Regions from separate parts of the Mus musculus genome. Here region 2 is linked to region 1. Evidence: chromatin contacts called from public Hi-C data. All regions are on one chromosome and are shown on one strand. Each heading gives the region's core, a stretch centred on a gene start, on an enhancer-like site or on the middle of the called end of the contact. The rest is flanking DNA. Distances are from core to core; before and after follow the strand shown.

The links. A called contact is a pair of places that touch in the nucleus more often than the background predicts.
Region 2: a contact with region 1 is called in a Hi-C map of uterus, with 2.1 times the contacts expected there. The contact joins two enhancer-like sites. A contact is called at or near these places in 1 of 15 datasets of contacts at CTCF or cohesin (the NIH/3T3 cell line), 4 of 484 Hi-C or Micro-C datasets (the N1E-115 cell line, immediate neuronal precursor, nephron progenitors and 1 more), 11 of 115 datasets of contacts at active chromatin or transcription factors (bone marrow-derived macrophages, cardiomyocytes, craniofacial prominence and 7 more) and 1 of 9 other capture datasets (adipose tissue).

What each region holds. Positions count from the first base shown.
Region 1 is chr3:51,805,826-51,812,424 of GRCm38.p6, reverse strand. The region is part of intron 2 of Maml3 (mastermind like transcriptional coactivator 3); the gene reads left to right. Among named protein-coding and RNA genes, the nearest start is that of Gm46803, 100 kb to the right of the region's middle. Within about 2 kb of position 4,019, at least 29 of the 459 cell types and tissues checked have an H3K27ac peak or open chromatin away from gene starts, as enhancers often do. A contact at or near this core is called in adipose tissue and uterus, where this site is marked.
Region 2 is chr3:52,041,099-52,047,580 of GRCm38.p6, reverse strand. All of the region lies in intron 1 of Maml3 (mastermind like transcriptional coactivator 3), which reads left to right. Among named protein-coding and RNA genes, the nearest start is that of Maml3, 61 kb to the left of the region's middle. Within about 2 kb of position 1,315, at least 377 of the 459 cell types and tissues checked have an H3K27ac peak or open chromatin away from gene starts, as enhancers often do. A contact at or near this core is called in adipose tissue and uterus, where this site is marked.

The DNA.
Region 1 (6,599 bases), core at 2,770-5,269:
CTGAGTAGATTATAGCGTGGGCTGCATGAAATTACTGGGCATTTTAATTGAGTTTAAGGTCTTATTTTTGTATTGTTCGGATAAATGGGTAATTGGGAGCTGATGGCTGTGTATAATTTGGCATTTTAGTTCATAATTTTTGAATTGAATTTTACGGTGAGTGAATTTATTGTCTGGTGAATTCTGCATGTATGCACTTGCTTCCGGTGGCCAGAGTTCAACTCCAGGTAACGTTACTCCTAAGGGCATGTCCACCTGTTTGTTTGTTTTTTCAATAGAGTCTCTCCCAGGTTCCTGGAACTCAACAATTTGACTAGTCTGACTGGGCAGAGAACGTCAGAGATCCTGCTATCTCAGTACCTCCAATGCTGAGATTACATATAGGTACCCCAAGGCCTGTTTGTTTGTTTTTATGACTGCCAGAGGGTTAACTCTAGTCCTCGAACTTTTGTGGCAAGGGTTTTACCAACTGAGCCATCTCACCAGGCCAGAGGAGTTGTTAAATGTGAGCCTCTATACCCAGAGAGGAAACATGTCCTAATCATATACTCAGCTTTGGCAGAAGGCCGATGGAATAGTCTTTCTCTTGCTTACTGAGCTGGACAGTAGGCTGAGGTATTGGGCAGTGAGGGATGAGGTCTTGATCATGCTTACATTGTCCAGTGGATGAGTGTGAGCTTCCCAGGGGACAGATATCAGTAATTATAGGTTTAACCCTTCCTACCTTCTCTTCAGAGGAAAAGAAAATTAAAGGGAAAAAAAAGACAACTAATAAGCAGAGACTTGCTTGTTCACCATGCTGGAGATTCATGCTTGGGCCAGGAGCACAGGACTCCTGAGAGCTTCCTACATGCCCAGCAGCGGAAGAAAGCCATTTCAGGTGCTTCAGACACCAAGCCTTTGGCATTGAGCAGGGTAGAATTGGTTGAACCGGAAAGTCAGATTGATCAGGGTACTTTGAATAAGTTTATGAATAAGTTCCTTACGATCCCTGGGTGTGTGTATGTGTGTGTGTGTGTATGTGTGTGTATGTGTGTCTACCTCCTTCCTAGACTAATGCTTAGAGGTCTGAGTTCTCTTCCCCTTTTTACACATATGATACATGTGTCCACCTCGGTTGTATGCTGTGTACAAAACAGGCATGCTCATGTGAACACGTGCCCGTCAGCATGCCACCTGCCTTTCTTCTACTAAAGAGCAAGTACTTGAGCATGAAGAAAACAACATTCATTCCTCCCTTGTCACCCTTTTTGACAACCTTCAAACATTTCAGCTCTCTTTGAAAGAACTTCAATCAGTATAGCGTCCCAGTGCAGGCACCAGTATTCCCTGTGAAGGCTTGCGCCGGGTCACCACTGTCTCCATGTTGGAAGCCCATGTCCCCTCTCCCAGGGGATGGCCTTGTCTGAAGGTACTTCCCTGAGCCCTCAGTGAACTCTGAACCTTTTATTGATCTTGTGAGCATCTGGCTCCCTTCTGATATCAGGAAGAATGGCGGTTGCTGGCCCTGGCCTTGGTCCTGGACAAATAAATGTGTTTGTCAAAGCTCTTTCCTGACACAGCTTGTCTCTAGCCCAGGTGGTACGGTGGAGGGTAATTAGTTCTCTTTATTGGAGGGGACATAAGGATGCTCGGCTGTCCCCACCAGTGGACACATGCGGAAAGAGTCTGTGAATGCAGCTGGCCCTTGCCTTTTCATGATGCTAATGGGCAGCGTGGAAAAAAAAAGTAACTTCCTACCACAGGCACCGAGCAACACCTGTCAAACAAAAGCAGTGTTTTGTTGGTTTTTTTTTCCTCGCCATTGATAAGTGTGACTTGTGGAGGCCAGCGATAGGATATTCATGTTTATCTCCTAAGTGCATGGAGTGCTTGCAAAAATAAATGAATGAATGAATGAATAAATAAATAAATAAATAAATAAATAAAACCAGCAGTGGCCTTATTACCACTCGACATGACACCAGGTTTAGCTGTTTCCAGTGGCATGGTGCTGTAGCCTTTTCGAATGACAGCCGGGGTCAGAGTTGTTAGAGAACCACACACGAGAGTGAGGTGCGATCTGGGGGAATCATTCCAGCCCCTCTCCCTGTTCCTTCCTGGAAGCATCAAGGCTTAGTTAGAGCTTGCAACTTGGCCTGGGTGACTTTCCGTTCTTTTCTTTGTTAAGATTATTGGGGAAGCCTGTTTGTTCTTTGACCTTAGGTGGAGAAGATGAGAGAGAAAGACAGATCTGGCAGTAGCATTCTCACCAGCGATGAAGAAGGGGAAGGCCAGGGCCGGCTGCTTGCTGCTTTTCTCTTAGCTGACGAGTGGTTCTTTGTTGCCTAGAGGGCTGTGGGGAGGGAGCTAACAGCATCGAGTCTCTCTTGCTATGGCAGCCAGGCTGAGGAGCTGAGTAAACTGAGTGGAACTTTATAATTAGTCCCCTACATCCTCCCCCTCCTCCCTGTTTTATGAAGACCGTTTTAACGAATTCAGTGAGCAGAATTTCCTCCATCATGCTTGAAACCACATAGCATTTGATTCTAGTGTCAAAGGTGGTCACCCAGAATCCTTGGCTCCTTTCACCGTGACTGGTTGCCAGCATCCTAGAGCAGCTCCAGTGTTGAGCAGAAAGAGCCAACGCACGGGCTTCACTCGGAGTCTGTGAATGGCGGGGGACTCTCCATCTACAGCTGTGCATGCGGAAGGATGCATGGGAGCTATGAAACACTATTTCTGGAATCCTCTTTGGATGTTGCAGGAGGGCACACAGTGGACAAACAGCAAGCCTCTTCCATAAGCTCAGGAGCCCCTGGACCCATCCCAGTCTCTGATTGGTTTCATGTCGTGTCGCAAAGCCCTAGTCTGATAGGCTGCAGAAGGGCCTTTCCTCCCACCAGTACTTTCTAGAAGGATGTTGCCATAGGGCAATAAACATAGTGATACACTCATTTTCAAATTCACTGTTGGTTGTTAAAAGCTCACAAAAGCAGTTGCGAGGCAGAGGCTGAAGAATCACCACACACCACCCTGGGCTACATAAAAAGACCACACTAGCCTGTGCTACACCGCAATGCCAGGCCAAACAACAACAACAGCAACAGAAAGCATATGTTAGTTGCTTGTGCCTCTGCCTTCAAAGACTAGGTCATGTCATTTGTCAAAGGTGGTTCGTGCCAGGCCATTGTGCTCTGTGTGTGTGTGTGTGTGTGTGTGTGTGTGTGTGTGTGTGTGAATGAAGACATGGATGCACACAACGCACATGTAGAGGTGTCTCCCAATTTTCCACCATCTTTGAGAAACGGTCTCTAGTTCACTGTTGCATATGCCACCTTAGCCTGCCCTAAGCTTTGAGAGATTCCCCTGTCTCGACCACCCATCTCGCCAGAGTAGTTCTGGAATTACAGGTACTTGCTACTGAGACACCCAGCTGTTTACATAGGTTCTGGGGATTTGAACTTGGGTCCTTGTGGGCCTTTTCTAGCAGCCGACATTGCACACCAGGTCCTGCTGTCTGAACGAGTCCTGCCAGGTCATGCTGAAATGCTATGGATATTTCCTTAGATCACCGTGGACTAGGAGTGCCACTGAGTCACAAAGCTCCCTTTTGTGGCAATCCCTCTTGACTTTTTGAGAGTCCTAGGTTTGTGAATCTAGAGTTGTCTGCCTGGCCTGGCCTCCACCATCTGCTCCGAGAACACTTGCTTTCTGATGCCAGGACTGGCTTTCCATCCTCTAGTCCAAGTTCACAGCTATCAAGAAACAGCCTCTAGTGGGGAGTCGAGCCATCACTTAGTGCCATGGTATGGTTTGTGTCCCTTGAGTCCCTACTAGATCTTCTGCAGATCTAGTAAGAACTTCTATGCACAGAAGAGAGGGATATCTCTGGCGCCCTGAGGACACAGCCATGAGCTGTTTTTTGCTGTCTTTGTGAGGCATTTGGAAACTTTCCACTCACCCGAACTCACACAGAATAAGTCACATGCTGCTCTGGGAATGGAGCTCTGGATGAGAAAAACAGAGTGCGTTCTGGGTGCGTCTCCTCCGCTTGGCCCTGGTGGTAGCAGCCTCCACCCCCAGCTGCTTCTCTCGATCCTCCCAAGTGTATCTCCATACCCACCATCTCCTTGTCTCTTTGCGGGTCATTTATAATCAGCAGTCATGGCATACAGGCCTCATTAGTGATATAGCCATTCCTTCGGTGCTTCAGAAATAATCATTTAGAAAAAAATGCACTGTTGCCCTCCCCTGAGAGCCCATGAGTGATGAATTTATTTCAGTTTGGCTGGCTTGGCTGGCTTGCTCAACCTGATTTCCATATTTATTTCAACAAACAATGTAGGGTGGGAACAAGAAACTGCATCCTGGGTGTACACACACACACACACACACACACACACACACACACACACACGCACGCTCACACTGCATATCCGCTCCGAACTCAGTTGCTCGTTGGGGGAGGAGCAAAAGACAGGCCAACAAAAGAATATTCCATGAAAAAAATAAATTGATCTGTTGGACAAGGATGAGGGGCGGTACGGCAAATCATGAGCTCACTCGTGGTTGCTGAATCTGAGGAAGTATGGGGATTCCTATTAATGAGTGTCAGATTCTCAGCCCCATCCTCTAGTAAAGGCAGTTTTCAAGAATTCTTTAGCCCCTTCGTCTTGTTGCATCTGTGTAGCCATTGATGCAGTGGGCAGGGAGCCATCTCTCTTTACCTTCAGCTCTTAGCGAAAACCTTTATATTAACTTTAACTTTACCTGGATCCAAGTTGCTACTCAAGAATTTACATCAGGTTTCGGAGAAATGACTTAGCATTGGCTGGTCTTCCAGAGGACCCTGGTTCAATTCCCAGCACCTACATGATAGATCATAACTGTCTGTAACTCCAGTTGCAGAGGGATCTGGCCCCTCTTCTGGCTTCTTTGGACACTAAGCAGACATAAGAGAGTTTACAGGAGTCTGACATGGCAGTCTGACTCGGGAGGCAGAGGCAGGCAGATCTCTGTGAACTCGAGGCTATCTTGATCCACATAGCAAGTTCGAGGCCAGTCCTGGATACACAGCGAGGTCCAGTCTCAAAAAGAACAAAAACAAAAGAATTCACATCAGAGGAGACATCTTCCTCTTGCTCCTTCTCTTTATCTTTTCATCAGAGCTGTTCAGTTTTCCTCAGTCAAAAGGAAACGTATCTGCAGCATGGGACTCTGTAGATGACCTTTCCCTTAGCCGCCGACCAGAACTAACTTCTTGGGGTACACACAAATGCAAGGCTTCGTCTGCGCCTCACATCTCCTCTCTAATTATGCTTAACTTCCTGAACCCCATCTCCCAGACAGTGGTGGTTACCTTCTGATTAATTATATGACATGACTGTAGTTAATGCAGAGTTATTAAAATTGCTTTGACTCAAAATTAGTAAAACTTTCTAGAGCATTCTTATATGGTGCTTCATGTTCGCTGCTGGCTGACTGAGCTTCCCGCTTATGCTCGCCCAGCCTAAAGGCACCACACACACACACACACACACACACACACACACACACTCGGACACGCAGGCACCCAAACCTTAACTTCTGGGTTTAGAATCTGCCTTACACCAGGTCTAAAGGTACATTGACTGGGCCTCCATGTGCGCAAACAGATGAGAGCCAATAGAAGTGGGGAGTAATCCTTTGCGCCAGAGCTTTTGTGGCTGTAAATGTGACCCACAGAACCCAGCATTGCTCCAAGAGGAACGGAGACCTATGTTTTACCACAGTTTAACCCTCGTCATATCACCAGTTGGGTTTTATACGGATTCCAGCAGAAGGCTGTATGACTCCCCAGCAGGTGCTTTTGTATAAGAACGATAAGCACCCCACTAAAGCCCACCGTCAACTGAAACCTATGTTTTTAATGGATCTGTCTCTCATTCCTGTCTTTATGCCCCTGGGTCTTGTCACTGAGATACACAAGTGATTATGGTTTGTTGTGGTTAGGATAATGTTTTAATGTCAATCAAATTCATGTAGAAAGTTGGGCTTTTTTAGTTTGGGGGTGTTTGTTTGTTTGTTTTAGTCTATAAGGCTTCTTCTGTATATTTTTCCTGCTTAAGAATGCTTGTTGCTAATTCCTCCATCTCCATCGAGGCCAGCACCCCATTCTCAGTATATAAAAGAGGCTTTCCTGTGAAAGCAGGGGCCCAAGTGGAAATAGATGCTCTGACCTGCACTTCCAGAGGGCTTATGGCAAACCCTTGCCCTGCCCATCTGGGGCTACACCCTGCTTCCGACCAGCTGCCTCTTTTACCAGCTCCTGGAAACTACAGCAAATGAGCAAGCCTTTACCCGGGCCACAGTGGTGATGGAGAAGTTCAGGCCACCACTATTGGCACCGTTGTCTTTGCATAGAAAGGAACAGTAGCAACAGCGAGGCCAGAGAATCTCACCTCCATGTCCGTGCTGGAGACATGGACAGTGGACAGGTGCTCTCCTGTCCGTCCACTAGTACTTGACCAGGCTCTCTTGTGAGAAAGTGGTCCCTCCTGCCTTTTCTCTTTCCCTTTGGTCCCCCCTCCCCCCCCCCCACTCCAGCCTCCCCGCCTCTGCTCTCCCACTCCCAAAAT
Region 2 (6,482 bases), core at 66-2,565, 240 kb before region 1:
TTGAGAAATGTGAGTGAAATAAAATGCAAAAAGCTTTTGCTTTTAGAGATGGGAGATGAGGAGGGAATAGGAGCCCAGCCTGAAGGATTGGTGGACCATCAGTCTCTTTAGAAAGGTCTCTTTAGAAAGAACTCATGGTTTCCAGTTTGGGGTGTGCAGGTCTGTGGGGAGGCACTGAGATCCAAGACAGGCTCTTGCTATCACCCTGGATAACCCACAGTGGCAGAGTCATTGATTTTTGCTCTGTCAAGACAGGGGGAGCAGGAAATGCGTGGAGTGTGAAGTGGGAGGAGCTAAAGCTCTTCCCATGATTAAACTGAATCTGACGGAACCACCGCAGAAGGATGAACCCAAGGTCCGTACACTGTGAGGTCCTTTGAGGAAGAGGCAGGATCACAGGCGGAGGCAACTCTGAGATCCTTGGGTGTCAGCAGCCAAGCTGAAGAAAGGCTGCCCCCGTGTCGCAGTAGGAAGGGATTCATGCTGCTGATTGGACGGCTCTGTGTTCTTGGCTATCGGTGGCAGGCTGCCAAAGCTCCTCTAAGCTGTCACTCACGGCCGGGAGGGCCGGACTTGTGGAGCTTGCCTCTCCAGAAAGTCTTTTTGGCCTTGAGACAAAAGAAAAAGAGCAGCTTATCGCACACTTCAGGATCCAGAGAGCCAGGAATTAATGAGCTAAGACACTGACCGAGGAAGTGGGAGAAAGCAAGGAAGGAGAGGTTCAAATGGTGGTTCTGCTTAGACGATAATGATGGTGATGACGATGATTATAAATCCTTGCAAACAGACATGAAAAGGAGGAGAAAGTTAGACTCTCGGGATCCTTAGGAGCTTCATTTGGGGCCACCATTATCTGAGGAGCCAGTCTCTGTGCTCAGTTGTCCCCAGTGACAGAAAAGAGAAAGAAATCTAAGAGTTCCAGATTTATAGATTTTCTTAATAATAAGGATGACGGTAGATGAGGGAAGGACAAATGGGAGTCTGTGGCCAGCGTGGGCAGGCTGCCTCCTTGTTTTATTTTACTGGTGATTTTCCTTTGCTTTGCACAGATCAGATTTCCCGCTCTGGTATTCAACAAGGAGCACATAGCCCGAGGATAGCAATTAGCTCTCTCTGAGCCCACTCTCCTTTGCACAGCTCTCGCTGACGTGTGCAATTACTAGCACCCCGGCAGCTCTTTTCAGATCTCGGCTGTGCACAGTGGGAAGTCAGGCCCACCATCCCAGAGTCCTCTGCCCAGACTCCTCCTCACCTGGTGCACAGGGACCTTGCCTGCAAATAGAACTGACGTGCCGGGACGTCATCGGGCCTGGCAGAGCTCATTGGCAGAGAAGTTCAGAGTTTTATTTTCAACCTAGAGACAGGCGGAGATAGATCCAGCTAGAACAGGTCTCTTCCGGCTTAGGCCCTCCTCCTGTGGTTGCTGGAGTTGTGGAGGATGGAATGTCAGAGGGAGCGTGCTTCTTATAGCCTCCTGGCTCACAGACTGAAGTTGGCTCCCTACCCCTCCGGCTGGTCCGTCGTCACAGTAGTCCTACGGTGTCCTGCGGGAGCTGCCTTCCCACAGCTTTCTTCTCTGCTTCTTTTCTTTCTCTACCTTGTGTGGTCAGGGTGTGTGTGTGTGTGTGTGTGTGTGTGTATGTGTGTATTCCTCAGGTAGATCCACTTCCAAATGAAGACCCCCCCCCCACCCCCAGCTAAGTTAATTCACTTCAGCTATAAAGTTGCCTGGGTAGACAGGAATGGCTTAAAACTTTAGGAATAAAAACTATAATACAGTGCAGGAAATGTTGCCTTTGTGTGGGAGGCAGAGAAAACCAAACCCTAAGAGGCTGAGATCCACTTCCATTCACCCTTCAAGGGAGGGCATCTTTGCCAAACCTGACTCTCCACAGGAGGATTCATAAATGGTGGTTGTTGTTGTTGTTTTCTTTTCTGGTTCATCTCATACCTGGCTGTGCCTTTAAGGAATGTTTTGGGGGGAGGACAGGGCACGCTTTGAGACCTCCTTCTTATGTATCCCAGACTGGCCTGTAACTCAGGATCCTCCAGCCTCAGTCAGCCTAGTGAGGGGATCGAGGTGGCACTGTGCCAAGCCTACATGTCTTCTTTTAAAAGGCAGAGACTTGCTACCGACCTAAAATCCAAGAGACCACAAAAGCAAGCTCTGGTGTGCCCACTCAGGGCTAGCTGAGGAGGCTCCCAAGTTCCCAGGGATTTTAGGGCGGAACTAGCAAAGGGTTAAGTGCCCCTCCCCCAACCCCCATCCCGCCACTACCTGACTCCACCCCCCCCCCCTCGTTGCTTGAAAGAGCAGTGTGGCCTAAAATGAGGGTTCTCTGCTTTGGCTTCTGTCTCTCTTGCTTGTCCTGACTTAGTAATCGTTCATTGTGACCGGCTTCTGTACATTACCTTGCCTCCTGTCCACAATCGCTCCACAGCTAAATTTCTGTTGCTTTTTAATTATCGCCATCATTATTTGGAACCGACGCGATGTTTTAAGCGAGATGTTTCGTCTTCTCGGTTGCCCCAGTGAAGAGGCCCGAAAAGGACCACAGCCCAGCCGGAGTGGGCCTCCCCTTCGAGGAAGCCCCTCGGCCACTCCCACCCTGGTGGGTTGTTTGTGTCTCACCCCATCAGCCACTAGGTCTTAGTAGGCTCCTGTCCCCCAAGGGGGTTTCTCTTGTGCTGTATTCCTGGGCCTGGCCTCTGATTCCACACATTGAAACGCAAATGACAGCAGTAATTGGCTGAGAGATAAACCTCAAGGAGCGTGTGAGCCGGGCTGCGGGGAGTTAAGTGGCTAAGTGACAATTACCGTGCCGCAGCCTTGGGATCAGCAGCAGCCGGGCCGTTCTCGTACAGGGTTTTAAAGGAGCAATATCACATTAATTGGAGGCAGGCTTCTGGGTTAACAGGCCTTACCCGGCCTCCCAGCTTATTTTATTCTACTTTAGGGATGAGAGTGAGTGGGTGGAGAAAGGCAAGTTTGCCTAGTCTCTCCTCCCAGCTCCAGGCTCCATTCCCCTCTTGCCCCCAGGAGAGTTTGAGAGATTTGTGTCCTTGACTCTGGTAGGCAGATCAGATCTTTGGTTTCATTTGGAGATATAAAAGCTGTAAAAGTTGCTTTGCAGTAGGAGGTGACTGTGATAACTGTCAGTCATAAGGGTTTGGTGACCACAAAGGACCTCGACTCAGCCAGACCTGCCATCTTTCCCACCAGGCAGGCAATTAACCCTCTGATTTTTTTTTTTCCTTTTTCTTCTTTTCTATTAAGTTTCTATTCCAAAACTGAGTTTCCCGGTCAGATATAGCAATAAGCAGCAGAGGCGACACCTCCCTGCGGCTTGTAGCCCTTTCCAGTCAGAGTGAGAGAAATCAATAAAACTATGAATTCTCTCTTGCTTACTCAGTAGAAACCCTTACTGCAGAGAAAGGCGGGGTCCTTGTAGGGAGAGGAATCCAGTCTAGAATGAGCTGGGCTAGGCCTTCCTGCTCTTCTCAGAAAGGCCACTAAACCCTATCCTGGCCATAACCAACCATCAAGATGATTGGTTTAGACTTGAGATAAGCAGACTACACGAGGCACTGAGAGCCCTTTCCCTCTAGGTACTTGCTGTCTACTGCATTAGAACTCTGCAGGGCCCAACACTTTTTTAAAAACCTCTGTCTGGTAGGCTTGCTGTTTTTGTTGTGTGTTTCCTTCAGCCCACACAGCACAGCATGGTCTCGCTCCCCTTTTACTAAGTATTCCCTCTGGGTTATAGCTATGAATTAGTTTGTCTTACTTTAGGAGAGAGCCGGCCATTTCCAGAATAGGAACTGGTTTGCTTCAGGCCATGCTTCCACTACCAGAGGTAGAAAACACCAGGAAAACACCAGCGTTAACTGGAGGAGAATCTGGTATCTAACTAATGGAAGTTCACATCTTAAACTGTCAGATGCTGGAAGGCATTTAGACAACTCTTTAGTTCCCAGCCAGCCTGTCTGGAGTAGAGAGAGTAGTCTGGTTAGGAGCTGTGCCTGGCAGGCAGACAGTCTTCTTGGAGGGTACCTAGTGTAGACTTCTCCAGGATGTCACCAGGTCATGGTAGGGAAGCTGGCTTGTCACTGTTAGAAGGGTTTCAGTCTATCCTCTGAAGGAAGGCTAAGTGAGATTTCATGGCTTATGTAGCAGTCACCATGGCCTCTCCAAGAAGATGAATACATTATTTAAAGAAAGGCGTGTCCAAGGCTGTGGGGATGGCTCAGTCAGAAAAGAGCTTGCTGGATGTACATGCAATCCCCAGTTTGATCCGTAGAACCCTTGTGGAAGACGTAAATGGTGGCAAAGGCTGGGGGTCCCTGAGCTGGGGAAGCAGATCTTTTCTTTGAGTTCCAGAAAAATGAAGACCCAGTCTTCAAAAAACAGACAGATGGTGTCTGAGGGATAGTATTGGAGGTTCTCCTTTGATACATGTACAACACAAACATACACGCACGTGTACACCTGTTCACACGCATGCACAGGACTTTTAAAATGTTTCAGTACAGTGGCTTAGCTTTGTAGTAAAGGACTAGGCTGTCTAGGTTTAAATTCTGTCACTGCCACCTGCTAGTCGTTGGATTGCCTCAGCTGCCAAACAGGATAACAGTATTTCCTGGTGTAGGCTTATTTTGAGAACTAAATAGTTGGTTTTTCCCAGCACTTAGTAGGACTATTCAGATAATTTTTCCCAGCACTTAGTAGGACTATTCAGATAACCCCACTGCAGCATACAGTTCCATCCCTCAAATCTCTAGGAATCCCAATGTGCCCTCCCCCCGCCCCCATCATTTGTCTTGCGAATATAAACACACACCAGTTATCTGGATTATTCACTTAGCACAATGCATTTGAGTTTCTTACAGACTGTCCTGTGTGTTGGCAAATGCTTAACACTAATACTCATAAGTCAAATCTTAGAAGTGGATAAAAATCTTAAAAAAAAAAAAGGACAGAGTCAAAGATTCTTATTACCAGGGTGAGGGGACCGAGGGTGGAAGGTGAAGTGACTTGCCCAAGGTTGTGGAGCTAATTAAGAACGTGGGCTGAGCCGGGAATTCCCTGTGCTAAGAGTCCCCAGCCACACCTGCTAGATCACGCTGGGATTAAGGGCATGTTGTTGCTTGTCGCTGAGGGGCTTCACTCATTTTATAATTGTTACTGGGCAAACTGAGGCTTACTTGTGATAACACTTGAGAAGAATTAGTTTCTTTTGGGAGGTGTGTGGATTATGCTCATCTGCTAACACATTCCTTCTCGGTGGGCGCACATCTTCCCTGGAATCTGCCTTAGGTGGGAGATAACAGAGCTTCCGCTGAAGGCCCCACACTTGTTTTGCATTCTCCAACACTTCTTCTCCATAACTAATTGATGGGAACGTTCTTAGCTTTGCCATCTTTCCATGCGTTCCCTTCCGATGTCCCCATCGTGGATCATTCAAGTTGACAAGCTGGCGGGTCTGACTGTCCTACGACTGTTAGTTCCTTGGTTCCTGGATTAATGATTTATGCAGCATCACCCATGAAGGAACTGAACTATGGAAGATACGATGAAGATCCTCCATTAGTAACTTTACATTTACTAACTAGATGCCTTGAAATGGGCGCAGTGAAGCCTCTAACTTCGGCTCACATTTTAAATCTCTTTGGAGGAGACTGAGAATCTTGTTAAGCGCTAAGAAAACGTGACTCCCCAGAAACTATGGGCTAACACCCTAGAACGGTCCAGATAAAGAGCTACTGAAGAGGAACTCTCTGCCGTGAGAACCCACTGAAGCTTGGTCAGGAGGCTGCACAAAATGTCCAGGAGAGTGTCCAGGGGAGGGACCAGGCCAGCGATGCAGAGAGAAACTGGCAGCTCGGAAGATATTCGTCTGGGCAGAAGTGAAGCAGGTCCCTGGGCAGCAGGAACGGAATAAAGAGATGGTTTGGTCAGAGAAATACCCACTGGATGTAAGGAACCTAGGGAAGTCCACCTAGATGCCTGGGCAGCTACACCATGCTAAAGCAGGTTGTTTTCCCCTGGAGAAGGAGTGTGGGAGGCTGGCAGGTGGTAGGGGTGAGGCCCAGGAAGAAGAGAAAGGTGTTCTTTCTTTGACCGGGTCAATTTTGTTTTCATGTGCTTATGTGGGAGCCTATTAACAAGTATTTATGCTTGATTGTTACTCATTTCCAGAAGGCTAATTATAATTGCATTTTCCTTCAGCAGGGAATTCTGGTCTTTTTTTTTTTTTTGTCCTGATTACATCGTTAGTTATAATGAAACAAATATTTTTTGGGCCCCTTTCCCCAGATGGCATGACTGTATGCTTTAGGAACAATCAACTGAAGGAAACAGTTGCCACAGGATGGCATGGCAACTGTAAATTTTAAATACACACACACACACACACACACACACACACACACACACACTTTAGGATGTAGTTGTCTGCCTAAATAATTAGGGGAGAGAAAGA